Linked DNA regions of Mus musculus: all the other regions are linked to region 1. Evidence: chromatin contacts called from public HiChIP or PLAC-seq data. All regions are on one chromosome and are shown on one strand. Each heading gives the region's core, a stretch centred on a gene start, on an enhancer-like site or on the middle of the called end of the contact. The rest is flanking DNA. Distances are from core to core; before and after follow the strand shown. Region 1 overlaps Fmn1 (formin 1). Region 2 overlaps Fmn1 (formin 1). Region 3 overlaps Gm46756 (a long non-coding RNA gene).

The links. HiChIP or PLAC-seq counts read pairs in DNA pulled down with a chosen protein or histone mark.
Region 2: a contact with region 1 is called in a CTCF HiChIP or PLAC-seq map of the NIH/3T3 cell line, with 15 read pairs. The contact joins two enhancer-like sites. A contact is called at or near these places in 1 of 15 datasets of contacts at CTCF or cohesin (the NIH/3T3 cell line), 1 of 484 Hi-C or Micro-C datasets (nephron progenitors) and 3 of 9 other capture datasets (adipose tissue, liver and pancreatic islet).
Region 3: a CTCF HiChIP or PLAC-seq map of the NIH/3T3 cell line shows a contact between it and region 1, with 13 read pairs. The contact joins two enhancer-like sites. A contact is called at or near these places in 1 of 15 datasets of contacts at CTCF or cohesin (the NIH/3T3 cell line), 4 of 484 Hi-C or Micro-C datasets (adipose-derived mesenchymal stem cells, embryonic fibroblasts, granulosa cells and 1 more), 1 of 115 datasets of contacts at active chromatin or transcription factors (the NIH/3T3 cell line) and 4 of 9 other capture datasets (adipose tissue, liver, macrophages and 1 more).

The regions. Positions count from the first base shown.
Region 1 is chr2:113,687,986-113,691,779 of GRCm38.p6, forward strand. Fmn1 (formin 1) reads left to right here. Exons shown (of 20, transcript NM_010230.2): 17 at 124-175. It overlaps 4930533B01Rik (RIKEN cDNA 4930533B01 gene), which reads right to left. Exons shown (of 6, transcript NR_040614.1): 6 at 3,068-3,353. Among named protein-coding and RNA genes, the nearest start is that of 4930533B01Rik, 19 kb to the right of the region's middle. Within about 2 kb of position 1,781, at least 30 of the 459 cell types and tissues checked have an H3K27ac peak or open chromatin away from gene starts, as enhancers often do. A contact at or near this core is called in the NIH/3T3 cell line, adipose-derived mesenchymal stem cells, embryonic fibroblasts and 1 more, where this site is marked.
Region 2 is chr2:113,620,296-113,624,024 of GRCm38.p6, forward strand. The region is part of intron 15 of Fmn1 (formin 1); the gene reads left to right. Among named protein-coding and RNA genes, the nearest start is that of 4930533B01Rik, 86 kb to the right of the region's middle. Within about 2 kb of position 1,541, at least 45 of the 459 cell types and tissues checked have an H3K27ac peak or open chromatin away from gene starts, as enhancers often do. A contact at or near this core is called in the NIH/3T3 cell line, where this site is marked.
Region 3 is chr2:113,763,530-113,767,435 of GRCm38.p6, forward strand. It overlaps Gm46756 (a long non-coding RNA gene), which reads left to right. Exons shown (of 2, transcript XR_003954050.1): 2 at 1-2,497. Among named protein-coding and RNA genes, the nearest start is that of Gm46756, 4.3 kb to the left of the region's middle. Within about 2 kb of position 1,647, at least 22 of the 459 cell types and tissues checked have an H3K27ac peak or open chromatin away from gene starts, as enhancers often do. A contact at or near this core is called in the NIH/3T3 cell line, adipose-derived mesenchymal stem cells, embryonic fibroblasts and 1 more, where this site is marked.

The DNA.
Region 1 (3,794 bases), core at 531-3,030:
GATGGATCTGGTGTCCATGCATGTGACACAGAATGCATTTCTGAATTCCCATGATGAATAGTGGGAGTGAGTAAGGATATGATATTGAAAAATGATCTAATCATACTTATTTCTCTTTCACAGCCAAAAAAGAGCACAAGATGGAAGAAAGTCACTTGGAGAATGCACAGAAAAGGTAAGCATCTGTGATTTGGTCTCCGTTCTTTCTCAGACTAGGCATCCTCTCTTTTTATTACCATAGGGAATATTCCCATTGCTACCCAACCATCAGTCTCCAGAACTCTATCTGAAACTGTCCACAGTCACACTCTCAGGAGTAAGTAGCATACTCAGAGGTTCACCCCCACCCCCACCCCACTTATGTATTATTTATTTCCGATCACCGTCACCCCACTCCCACTCCCCCCTACACACACACACAGCTCCTCTCCTATACCCTTTCCCCCACAAGGCCTGGACAGCCACTCCTGCACTTCCTACCTCCTTATGGAGCCCTGTAGCATTTGGACTTTTATGACTAACTTAGCTCACTTGCGTTGTGTTTGAGCAGCCAGTGCTTTGGCCCTGTCCGTTGAGACCTCTGTGAACTGTGAGCCATAGGAGACCCCCCCCCCCCCACCTTGCCATCATATATACCATGATCCTGTTCCATCCGCTTGCCTCTCCTGCCAACTCTGCTCCTAAACGGGCTCACGGACGTTAGGAAGAGAGTTGCTTTCTTTCAACATTGTAACTAGGTTAGGCCAGTTGCATAAATAGCTAGGAAGGTTATTTCAGTTTCTTTGCTCAGATCCTAGAGGCTTTCATAGACAAGGGACAGAAGGAGAAAGGGACTACGTTCTGCATACAGACACTCCAACCAGAAGTCAGAAGAGAGCCTAGAGTTCCTCCTTTGAGCCTAGCCCCTCTTCCTGACCCCGGCTTCTCTCAGTAGACACCAGAGTCTGTCACTTCCTCTGTCCATCTGTTTGAATCCCTGAAGGGAAGGTTCTTAGTTCACTGTGCCAGTTCCTTGGATGTACCTCCCTTCTAGAAGGAAGTGGAAGGGGGCATTGTCCTTCAGAGGAGAAGACTGGGATACATGTGATGGTAAAATATTCTAAAAGTTCCCAGTAATTAAATGCAGGAACTGGGCTTGGAAATAGCGTCTAAGGGGGGAAAAATAGGCTTTACAAAATAGCTGAGAAGAACTTCGCAGTGATGGACATAAGTAAGAATGCCTCAACGAGGAATGCGCCATTTTCTTTCGCTCTTGCTGCAATTCTGGAGAGTTCTAATAACCCAGAGACAGGTGCCAGCGCTTAGTCCTGCTTCCTGCCCGAATCTGCCAACAAAATTAAGATACCGATGAAAGCAAGATGAAGGGCCAGTCCTGTAGTTTCCTAAGTGCAGACATGTTCTCCAGTCATGAGCAGCATCCTATCATGATAATTGTCTAAAACTCAGACAATTACATGCTTGTGCTTCCAGATTTTGGCTCCCCTCAATTGGACTCACCCCCACATTACACTTTCTTTCCTTGGTGTGTAAAATTAGTGTCAGAGACACTCAGCACTCAGAGAAGAGACCATCAACAAGGGCAGGCTGGTATCAGGCCAAGCGGCAGTTCGGCTTCCGGGGTGCATGTCAAGCTCCTAATCCCTTTTCAAGACTTTTTGCTGAAGGGCAAGGGGCTCACATTGGCGAGGCCCAGGCTGCTGCTGTGCATTAGACATGCTAAGGGAGTCATAACTTTGGGTTGTCAGCATTTTCCGTGGCTTTGTGGTGAAGGTAGTCTAGCTTTCAGGTCATCCTTGAAATATGTCAGATCTCATCTTTAATGTAGAAACCACGGTTGTTGGCTTGCACTCTTTAAGGAGGTTGTGGTTAGTGTTGCAATATTCGTGTGAGACTTGGTAAATTCCTATGTTTGATTCTCAAGAGAAACAATTTACTCTGAGGCTAAGGGCTATTTGCTTTCCCTAAGCAGTTTCTGAAGGCACACATGAGAGAATGAACAGTGAGGGGAAGTGTTCCACTCCAGCATCTCCACGTCAAGTATAGAGAGCACTTTGTTTTTTGGCTCTGGGCACTTCATCATCTGTCCTTAAAAAAAAAAAAAAAAAAATGTTTGGCCAAATTAAAAGGATGTAGATCAGACGAGGAAATGTAATGGAGTAGAGTTGGAGACCACTTTAAAGTGAGATGAAATAAGTTGGTATAAAACAAAACATATGATTAGAAATTAATCTTTTTTAAAAAGTTGAATGCTATTTGGGAGTTATGTTCTGAGAATTGGACATTTCAAGAAGCACGCAGCATCCTTTGTCTGCTGTCTGTTGGAGAAGAGTCCCCCTGGCAATTAAATATCAGTGATTTTTTTTTCTTGTCCAAATTTCAAGTTTTCGGTGCACTGTTGTGTAAACCAAAACTGAAGTTTTGTGAAGAACATTTTGGCTGGAGAGGGCAGTAGTCTGGACATTATCAGACATGGTAGGTTCATAGTGCAGTGCTGAGCTTTGTCTTCAATAGAAAGGAATCACTGGGGTCAAATGAGGCAGGCACCTCCTCAGAGTGGCTCTGTCTGTCAGCATTGCTGTGCCATCATCAAAGCAGACCCTGGATTGTACTTGCTTCTTCTGAACAGTCACTTGCTGTCCGGGTTCCCAAAACACTTAGGGGAAACATGCTGAAATCCAGCATGTCTTTTAATTTTCAGCTCTTCTGACAGAGGTGAGCAAGGCCTCCCAAATCCAACCCCTTGAAAACACACACACACACACACACACACACACACACACACACACACACACACACACAGAGCAAGAGGCTAAGAAGACAAAGTTTTGGAAAGAGAAATCCCCAGGCCACTGACATATTTGTGTTAAATGTCAGCAACACTGTTGCTTCTGAGACTGCACCGGTTTTTCTAGTGTGTCCAAATGTGGGTTCCAGATAATACAGAGGTGGTGTTCAGGCGATGGAGGAATCCTGGCGATTAGTCATGTATGCTCAACACTACACCCTGCTATGAGATAGGAAGATAATGAGTCCTCTGGATACAAAGTGAAATACTTTCTCCTGTGTCAGTGTACATACAAGCCCATTTCTGTGTAGAAAGTGGACAGAAAGAAAGAAGGGGGAAAATGATGGTGTGCCCTCCTGGGGTGACCCATGCTCATGTGTGACACATGAGTCTAAAGGAGGATGGGAGGAAGTGAGTGTTCTGTGTGGGAGGTGCCTGTGTCAGTGCCCATAAACAACTGAAGGGGAGAGCAGGACATGTGTCTCACAGGGAGTCAGGAACCTGAATGGAGACCCAGCTCTGATGGTGAATGGGGACATTCGGTCTTCCCAGAACTCCATTGTCTCATCTGTAGGATAGAATGAGAATATTGGAAATGTTAACCTGCCTGGCCGCTCTAGATCCAAACCCAATAACCCAGTATGAAATCCACAGCCTGCCTCTTTGGTTGTTTAAGTTTCTATATATCCTCATAGTACAATCAATGTAAATTCCATGGTGAACGATGCAAGAATATAGGATATAGAACACTCATTTGATTTTGTCAGTATTTTGACAGCTGTAGATGTAGGGAAAGAATAGACTTCACTACTCTCTATGATTACTGATTTTGCTTCACAATATGTGCATTTGGGATTATTAGAAAGTCCTTCAGAGATTACTCTCATCATTGCCTTTCTCCATTTAAACACTTGTAGTCTTTTAATAACTAGGAGCCAAATTCCCTGGCCAGTAGTTTTAATTTGCATTAAAAACAGATTTGTTATTTACAGAAGCACACAGAATTTAT
Region 2 (3,729 bases), core at 291-2,790, 68 kb before region 1:
ATGGAAATCACAGTTTTCAAAGACTCTCCTTGTCATCTCTCGCAGTAGTGTAAGCTTTGGCTGTACCAAAAGTGATGTGGCCACCATGTTTTGAGAACTCCGAGAACTGTTTTCCCACTTTTCATGTAGTTTAGCCTGCTACAGCCTAAGGAGGCAAACCTGAACTCAGAATACATTTGTATGGAGACAGCCATAGCTTAGCCCCCGACTCCCTGTAGGCTGCTGCAGAAAGGCTTTCCTGCCCAGCTGTAGCGGAACTGCTAAGTGACCGATGGCGTGTGCAGTTGAAAATTTCTTATGACTCTAAAATACAATGCTCATGAATTTTACAAAAGAATGTCAGAAAGTATAAGTGAAAGATTAATAGAAATTATACATGTTATGTTGGCAATTGTAGGTATATAAAAGCTCATGGATAAAGGCAACCTGTGTGTTGTTACAATTGTTACAGACAGCAAGGCTGTGATACAGAGACCTAGACATAGAAAAAACGAAAGGGAAAATGCCGGCTCCGTTCTCGCCATGGTACCATGGAAGAGTTTTCCACTAGTAGGTTTATATTGTTATTTTAATTTTCTGCACATGTGTCTGTTACCTTTATAGTACTTTTGAGAAGCTAACTGTTGGTCTTCTCCAAGATGAATTTCCTTCCCTGTAGAAGCCTAGTAATGTCATGCTTAGCTCCTGCCACACATGGCTTAGAGTCAATCTGGAAGTTGGCCTTGCTGAATTGCCATTTGTTTTCCATTCTCTCTCTCTCTCTCTTTCTCTCTCTCTCTCTCTCTCACACACACACCCCACACACACAATCTCTCTTTGTCCCTCTCTTTTTTCCCTCCCTCCTTCCTTCTTTCCTTCCCTCCTTCTGTCCCTCCCTCCTTCCCTCCTTCTTTTCTTCCTTCCTTTTTTCCCTCCTCCCTCCCTCCCTCCCTCCCTCCCTCCCTCCCTCCCTCCCCTCCTCCCTCCCTCCTTCTTTTCTTTCTTCTCTTTTTCCCCTCTCTCTTTCTCTCTCATACAAAGACTTTTTTTTGGAGACAGGGTGTTATTCCACAACCCAGCCTAAGCTAAAACTTACTATGTAGCCCAGGCTAGCCTGCAGCTCATTATCCTCCAGCCTCAGCCTCCCCGGTGCAGGGATGACTGATCCAGCTTTTCTGTCTGTTGCTTGAAATATCCTTATTTCTCTAAACAAATGGATTTATGGCAACATAGTCACAAATCCTTCTTGATAATGCTTTATCTTTCAAGTTATGTATTTATATACCTCACAAGACCTGCTAGAATTACAGTCATTAGTTCAAATGAAGGCTTCTGAAGATGACAATTTTCATGAAGACCTATGCAAGGAACATTTTTTGGTATATGGCTGGATCATTTAACACTCTATAAATCAAATCATGCCCAATCCATCTGTATTTAGGCTAGTCGTGGGTAGGTGATTAATGAATATTTTTCATGCTAATGTCTCACAGACCAAGGCTGCACCCATAACCACATAATCATCACAGTGGAAACTGTGACTCAGCTCTGATGTCCGATAGGAGGGTCCTATGAATAGTGTAGACAATGCCGTGCAAAGGCTGCAGTTGGTGGCCCGGCTTCGCAAATCTTTCCAGAAGTCCTAAAGCATGTTGGCAGGTCCTCACTTAGCCCTGTCACTTCTGCTTAAATTTCTTCATGCAAAATACTCACAATCATGGGACATTAAGGTGCATTTGATCTCCAGCAGCCTCCCTCAGTGAAGTGAATCAGAATCATGGGATTCCCCTAGGCCTGAGATTCCTGGAGGGTTTATTTTTATACAACATTCCTCTGGAGAAAGAGGCACCCACTCCCTAGAGGGCTGTGACCCTTCTGTACTTAATCAGAGCAGCCCAATGGAAGGTCCTTTCGACAGAGTCCTACTCCATAAGAGGATCTCTGAAACATCTCAGCAACTAGAAACTGATCTGATGTGTGTGTGTGTGTGTGTGTGTGTATGTGTGTGTGTGTGTGTGTGTGTGTGTGTGTGTGTGTGTGTACAAATATGTGCAGAGGCCAGAGGTTGACTTTACATCTTCCTCAACCATTTTTTTTTCTTTTTCTTGAGGCAAGGCCTCTCACTGAACCTTGAGCTTGTTTGTTTCAGATAGACTGAGTAGTCACTAGCCTCCTTCATCCCTCAGGTCTCTGTGGTTGCATAGCAAGATTTTTACCCATTGTTCCATCTAGTGCTCTCTGATCTAATTTGATGAAGTCCCTATCAAGAAAGAATTTCTTTTGGCTTTACAGTTCCAGGTGGATATAGCCTACCATGGCTGGGAGTGCATGGTCACAAAAATCTCAACTTTGGCTGTTTACATCTCATGGTCAGTCAGGAAGCAGATAGTGGACAGGAACTGGGTCTAGACACAGACCCTCAAGTTCTTCTCCCAGTCGACTCTCTCTTCCAGCAGAGAGCTACCTCATTACTGTTCTACAGCCTTCCAAAACAGCACCACTAGCTGAAGGCAGTGTTCAAGCATGTGGCCTATGGCAGGTTTTTCATGTCACCTGAAAACAAACTCTCCTTGGCCCACCTGTGCTTTAGCCATTCTTTCTCCATCTTAATTTCACACACATATTAAAACTTAACTATACATACATGGCTACAGAGTGGGTCTCTGCCTAGCCTACCGGTCTCCATCTCAGCATACCACTCCCCGCCCCCACTTAGCAGTGAACATTGTGATGTTGTCAGTGACTCCCATGGCGGCAGATTCACCAGTCACCTCCCTGTCCATTTTCTTTGATGGACAGAACTGTATAGGGCTGGTGTACACTTTGCCCTTCCCGCTGTACTGCTTTCCTCTTGCATTGGATAATTCTGCATTCCTCGTTTCTCATTTTTCCTCCCAGCTGGCCTCTCCTGCAGTGTCTGCATGCCCCAGGCTGTGTGCTGAAGCCCTCTCTTCTCTGGCTATGGTCCCTCCTTGGCAACCCATCTATTGCTGTGGCTTTAAATACCAATTTTATGTCAATGACTCCCTGGTGTATTTCTGTCTCAGTCATGTGTCCTCGAGTGCATGCTTTTATATACAACATGAGTGTCTAGTTATCATTTCAAGCTTAACATGTTCTGAGTAATACCCTGGATTCCCACTCTCAAGCTCTTTCATGGTCTGCTCCTTTACTTCAATTAAAATCTCCAGTCGAGCCGGGTGTGGTGGTGCACGCCTTTAATCCCAGCACTGGGGAGGCAGAGGCAGGCTGATTTCTGAGTTCAAGGCCAACCTGGTCTACAAAGTGAGTTCTAGGACAGCCAGGGCTATACAGAGAAGCACTGTCTTGGAAGAAAAAAAAAAAAAAAACAAAAACAAAAAAACCAAAAAACAAACAAACAAACAAAAAAACTCCAGTCGAGTATCTTCACGGTGAGCTGTTTAAAGAAAACAGCTTGTTTAAAGAAAACTCTAAGCCCCCTATGTTTATAGTGCCTTCTGATATCCTTTCCTCTTTGTGGACTCTGGAACCACCCGCCCCAGCACATCACCTGATAAATCTCTGGAGCCAGAGATCTGCTCTTATAGACACTTTCCTTGAAGCTAAACTCTGGTCAATAGGAAACCAAGGGGAAGAGGACTCTGAGTTCTTGTGATGTACTACACCACCGTGCCACCTCAACATGCTTTAGTGTCACTCCTGGTGTTCCCTCTCCCATTGCCTCTCTTGGCATTTCAATCTGTTTCATAAGCTGTCCTTTCTGAATAA
Region 3 (3,906 bases), core at 397-2,896, 75 kb after region 1:
CAAGTCCTCTATGTGTTGGAGGGGCAAACTCCTTTTAAAAATTATATGTAATGTGTATTTTAAAAACTATTTAATGGTTGTTTGTTTGTTTTGTATATGTATATTCCACACAGATGTGGCTGCCCACAGAGGTCAGAAGAATGCATTGGAACCCCATGGAGCTAAAGTTACAGATGATTGTAAGTGACTTGATGTGGGTACTGTTACCCAGATTCAAGTCCTCAGGGACAGTAGCAAGCACTCTTAGCCTTTGGGCCACATTCTTTTATTTTATTTTTTTGAAGAGCTTATAAATTATGTTTCTCTAGTTAGCCTTCCCCATACCGTACTCACTTCTGCCCTCCACGCACCATCCCCCACACTTGCGTTGTCTTTCTCTCAGTCCCCCCACCCCCACCCCTGTCTCCCTTCATGCCACCTCTATTCTGCTGCCTAACCTCCCTTGAGACTTTTCTCTTCCACCCTCGAGTGGCTGTTTTCTAGCTTTCTGGCTTCTGCAGCTATTCCAAATTAAACACAGACTCTGGATTTTGAAGCTAGGATCCACACCTGAGAGGATGTGTGGCAATGGTCTTTCTGGTTCTAGGTAAGCACATGTCTATGTTTTAAATTAGGAAATTACAAATAAGTTCAGTGTTTTGGTGTTTGCATAATAGAGAGAGCTTAAGAATAAAGGTGGGGGAATAAGTCTCAGGCCTGATTTCCCTTTTACAGATAAACCTGAACTTGGCATTTGGCAAGCAAAGGTCAAAGTTTAAACATTGTAAATTTTATGTATTCATTACGATTGTGTGTGAGAGAATGCTGTGTGTGTGTGTGCCTTGGGCATGCGCACCACAGTGCACTGTGGAGATCAGAGGACAGACTTGTGGAGTTGAGTCTCTCCTTCCATCTCTAGGTGAGTTCTGGGACTCGAACTCATGTTGACAGGCCTGTGCAGCAAGCACATTTACCTAGAGAACCATCTTGTTGGTCCCTAAATTGAAGTCTTCTCTGCTCCTTTGCTTCCTGGATTAGAAAGTTGGGTCATCCGGAATCTGATTCCTCATTCCTTTTTAAAAGAAAAACAATGAAAAAAGTAAACTATTTTCTTGTCACTGCCTATGTCAGAGCAATACACGTGTGCTTTATATAAACTAACCACTTGTCTATCCATGTCTGCAGAGAGCCTCATGGACATCAAGCACGTGATGTCTACAGAGGGCACACTCTCCAGAGAAACACAGTATCATTGAAAGAATCAGACAAGGAAGAAAACAATTATCAGAGAAATCTCATCTAAAATGCAAAAGAAACCTTGGAGATGAGCATCCAGCCTGTTTACCCTAACACTGAAAGAACTCCTGAATGGGGAAAACATTTCCAACAGGGCAAGGTAATCTTGACTGTAATGTTTGTTTCTGTACCCCATGTTGCTTGTCTATTTAACAAGAGAAACAAAATAAAATGGACAAGCTTTGAAGTGGGCAGCATGTGGGGGCTCTGTGTCCCCAGACACTGGCTTCAGATGATCTCCCATGTGTCTGCCAGGTGCAGTAAGATTCCTGGTGACTCTGATCATCACATCACCCTGAGCAGCAAGGGGACTGCAGGATCTCAGGCACCCGAGTGGAGGCCACATTCCTTCGTTTCCTTCATATTAGAGGGAAGTGGTTGGACCACACAATGATCCTAGAGAATGAATCACATTTGATTCACTGTCATGAAGGCATGTTGTAATAGACCGAAACCTTGCTCAAAATCAATCGCAACGATTCATACAGCAGCCACATTGCCAACCAGAGCAATCCACTGTTTTTAGACAGTGAAGAGTGGATTTTCCTTCAAGATATGCTGATTTTTTTTTCTTACTACTCTAGAAAACCTAGCCTGGGCCTCTGTTAGGTTTCCAGTCTTCTTAGAAAGAAAGGAAGAAGGAAGAAGGAAGAAGGAAGAAGGAAGAAGGAAGGGAGGGAGGGAGGGAGAGGGGAAAGGAGATAAATATAAGGACAGGAGTTAAAAAGAAGAATGGGGAAGAGAGGGATGCTCGAGTGCTTCTAAATAAGGATTTGTGTTTATTTCAAAGACAGACAGCTCCTCTACATGGTACAGAAGTTTTAGCTTTTTAATGGCAGTTATTGACAAGTCAATTCCATGGCACCAATCCAAGGAAAAGAACCTTGTCACTATGAAGAAAGCTTTCAAAGCAAGAATTGCATTTCCAGTCTAGGTATTTAATATGGATATTAAGTTGCCTAGATATAGCAAGGAATTTGAGGATGGACCTCAAACAAAATAGTCATTCATTTTTACCCTGTGTTCAGTGTTTCCCTTGTTGTCTCAGGCTCCCTCTGCTCTTGAACAAACCAGCCCTAAGTGCACAGAGAAGTACATCTACCCTCATCTTTGAGTGCCTGTATGTCTAGCACAGGCTGAGCTGAATCAGAGCTAAAGTGCTGTGAGTCTCGTCAGCTGTCCTCTGGCTTGTTTTATCCCATCCCCATGGGAACCATACTGGTGTTCACCCAAACCTTGGTTGCCAGTGGCAGTTCACATATTTGACTTCAAAGTGTCCCCAGTCCAGGTCAGGATCACTGCACATCTGGATGGCTGCCAAGGTTTCTCTGCTGTCCTGCTCATGTCCACCATGCTGCCTCATTAACCCTTGAGCAAACACCTAGGACCAGCACTGAACTCTACACTTCTTCTGCCCTAAGCCCTTGCTAGCTCTTACCAGGTTTTCATATCACCCAGCTTGATCATTTGTCTAATTTTCATGCATTTCCTTCCTGTGAGATATGTGTAAGAATGGACAAGAACCATTTCTTATTCACTGCCTCCCTGGAAGACAGAAACATTCATTGCCATCAAAAGTACAGAGTTGTTCTCGATCTCCTTTGGGTGACAATCACACAACCACAAAGAAGCTCCCACTGTTCTCAGCCTGCTCTGGTTTTTACATTTTAGAGGAAACTCACTGGATAGCTAAGCATTGTGGTTCTGGATCACAGCCCTCTAGGAGAGCTTCCATTGTTATGATTGCTATGGGATCAGAGAACACACCCCTGTGCTCCTTGGCTCCCCATTCACCAGGAGCAATGGGACACGGTGTATGACCCATCACTATAAAACAGTTGGAAAGAGCATAGTGCTCTACGCTTTGGCATCTTCTCTCTCTGCCAATGGTTAGGTCTTTTCATCCATGGAATACCCTATTGTTTTTTAAAGAAAATATAGAACAGAGGAAATGGAGCTGGCTGGTCCAGCTAGAGTAGTGGACTGAACTGACCTGACACCCACTGGGAGTCTGAAGAGTCTGTAACAAGACCTTATCACCAATGAAGTGTTCTAGAACCTGGTTTAGGACTGTGCAACTATGCCCACACATGATGAAGAATGTAGATGCCCAGAAGTGATGCCAGGGCCCATGCAACCTAAGGGAACCCTAGGGAATTAGACTCCTAACACCTGAGTGAACAGCTTAAACTAATACAACTAGGATATCCTTGGTTCACAGGATAGTGCCTTGTGACAGTTACCGCATATCTGAGATTTATGTCTTAAACATAATGGTTTTATAACAAGTGATGAATGAAACAGACTTCTGCACAGAAAACTGGGTTTTAAGTTCTGTCACCCTGGTACAATCTCTGTTTTATGAGTGTGAAGGTGTCTCTTCATTGCTAAAAATCCAGCCCCTTTCTAGATGTTGGAAAACTGTCAAATACAGAATACATAAGCTTTATATATATATATTTGAACTAATGCCTTTTTTTTTTAAAGTTTACTGAAGATGTTTTCCTGTTCAGACCTGTTTATTTAAGGGACCCTACATGAGATCCCTGGCAGCTTTTTTACTTAGTATTCAAAAGGTTCATAGTTTAAAGGTTCAACATGATATTGTCCACCAGAAAGACTATGGCTTTT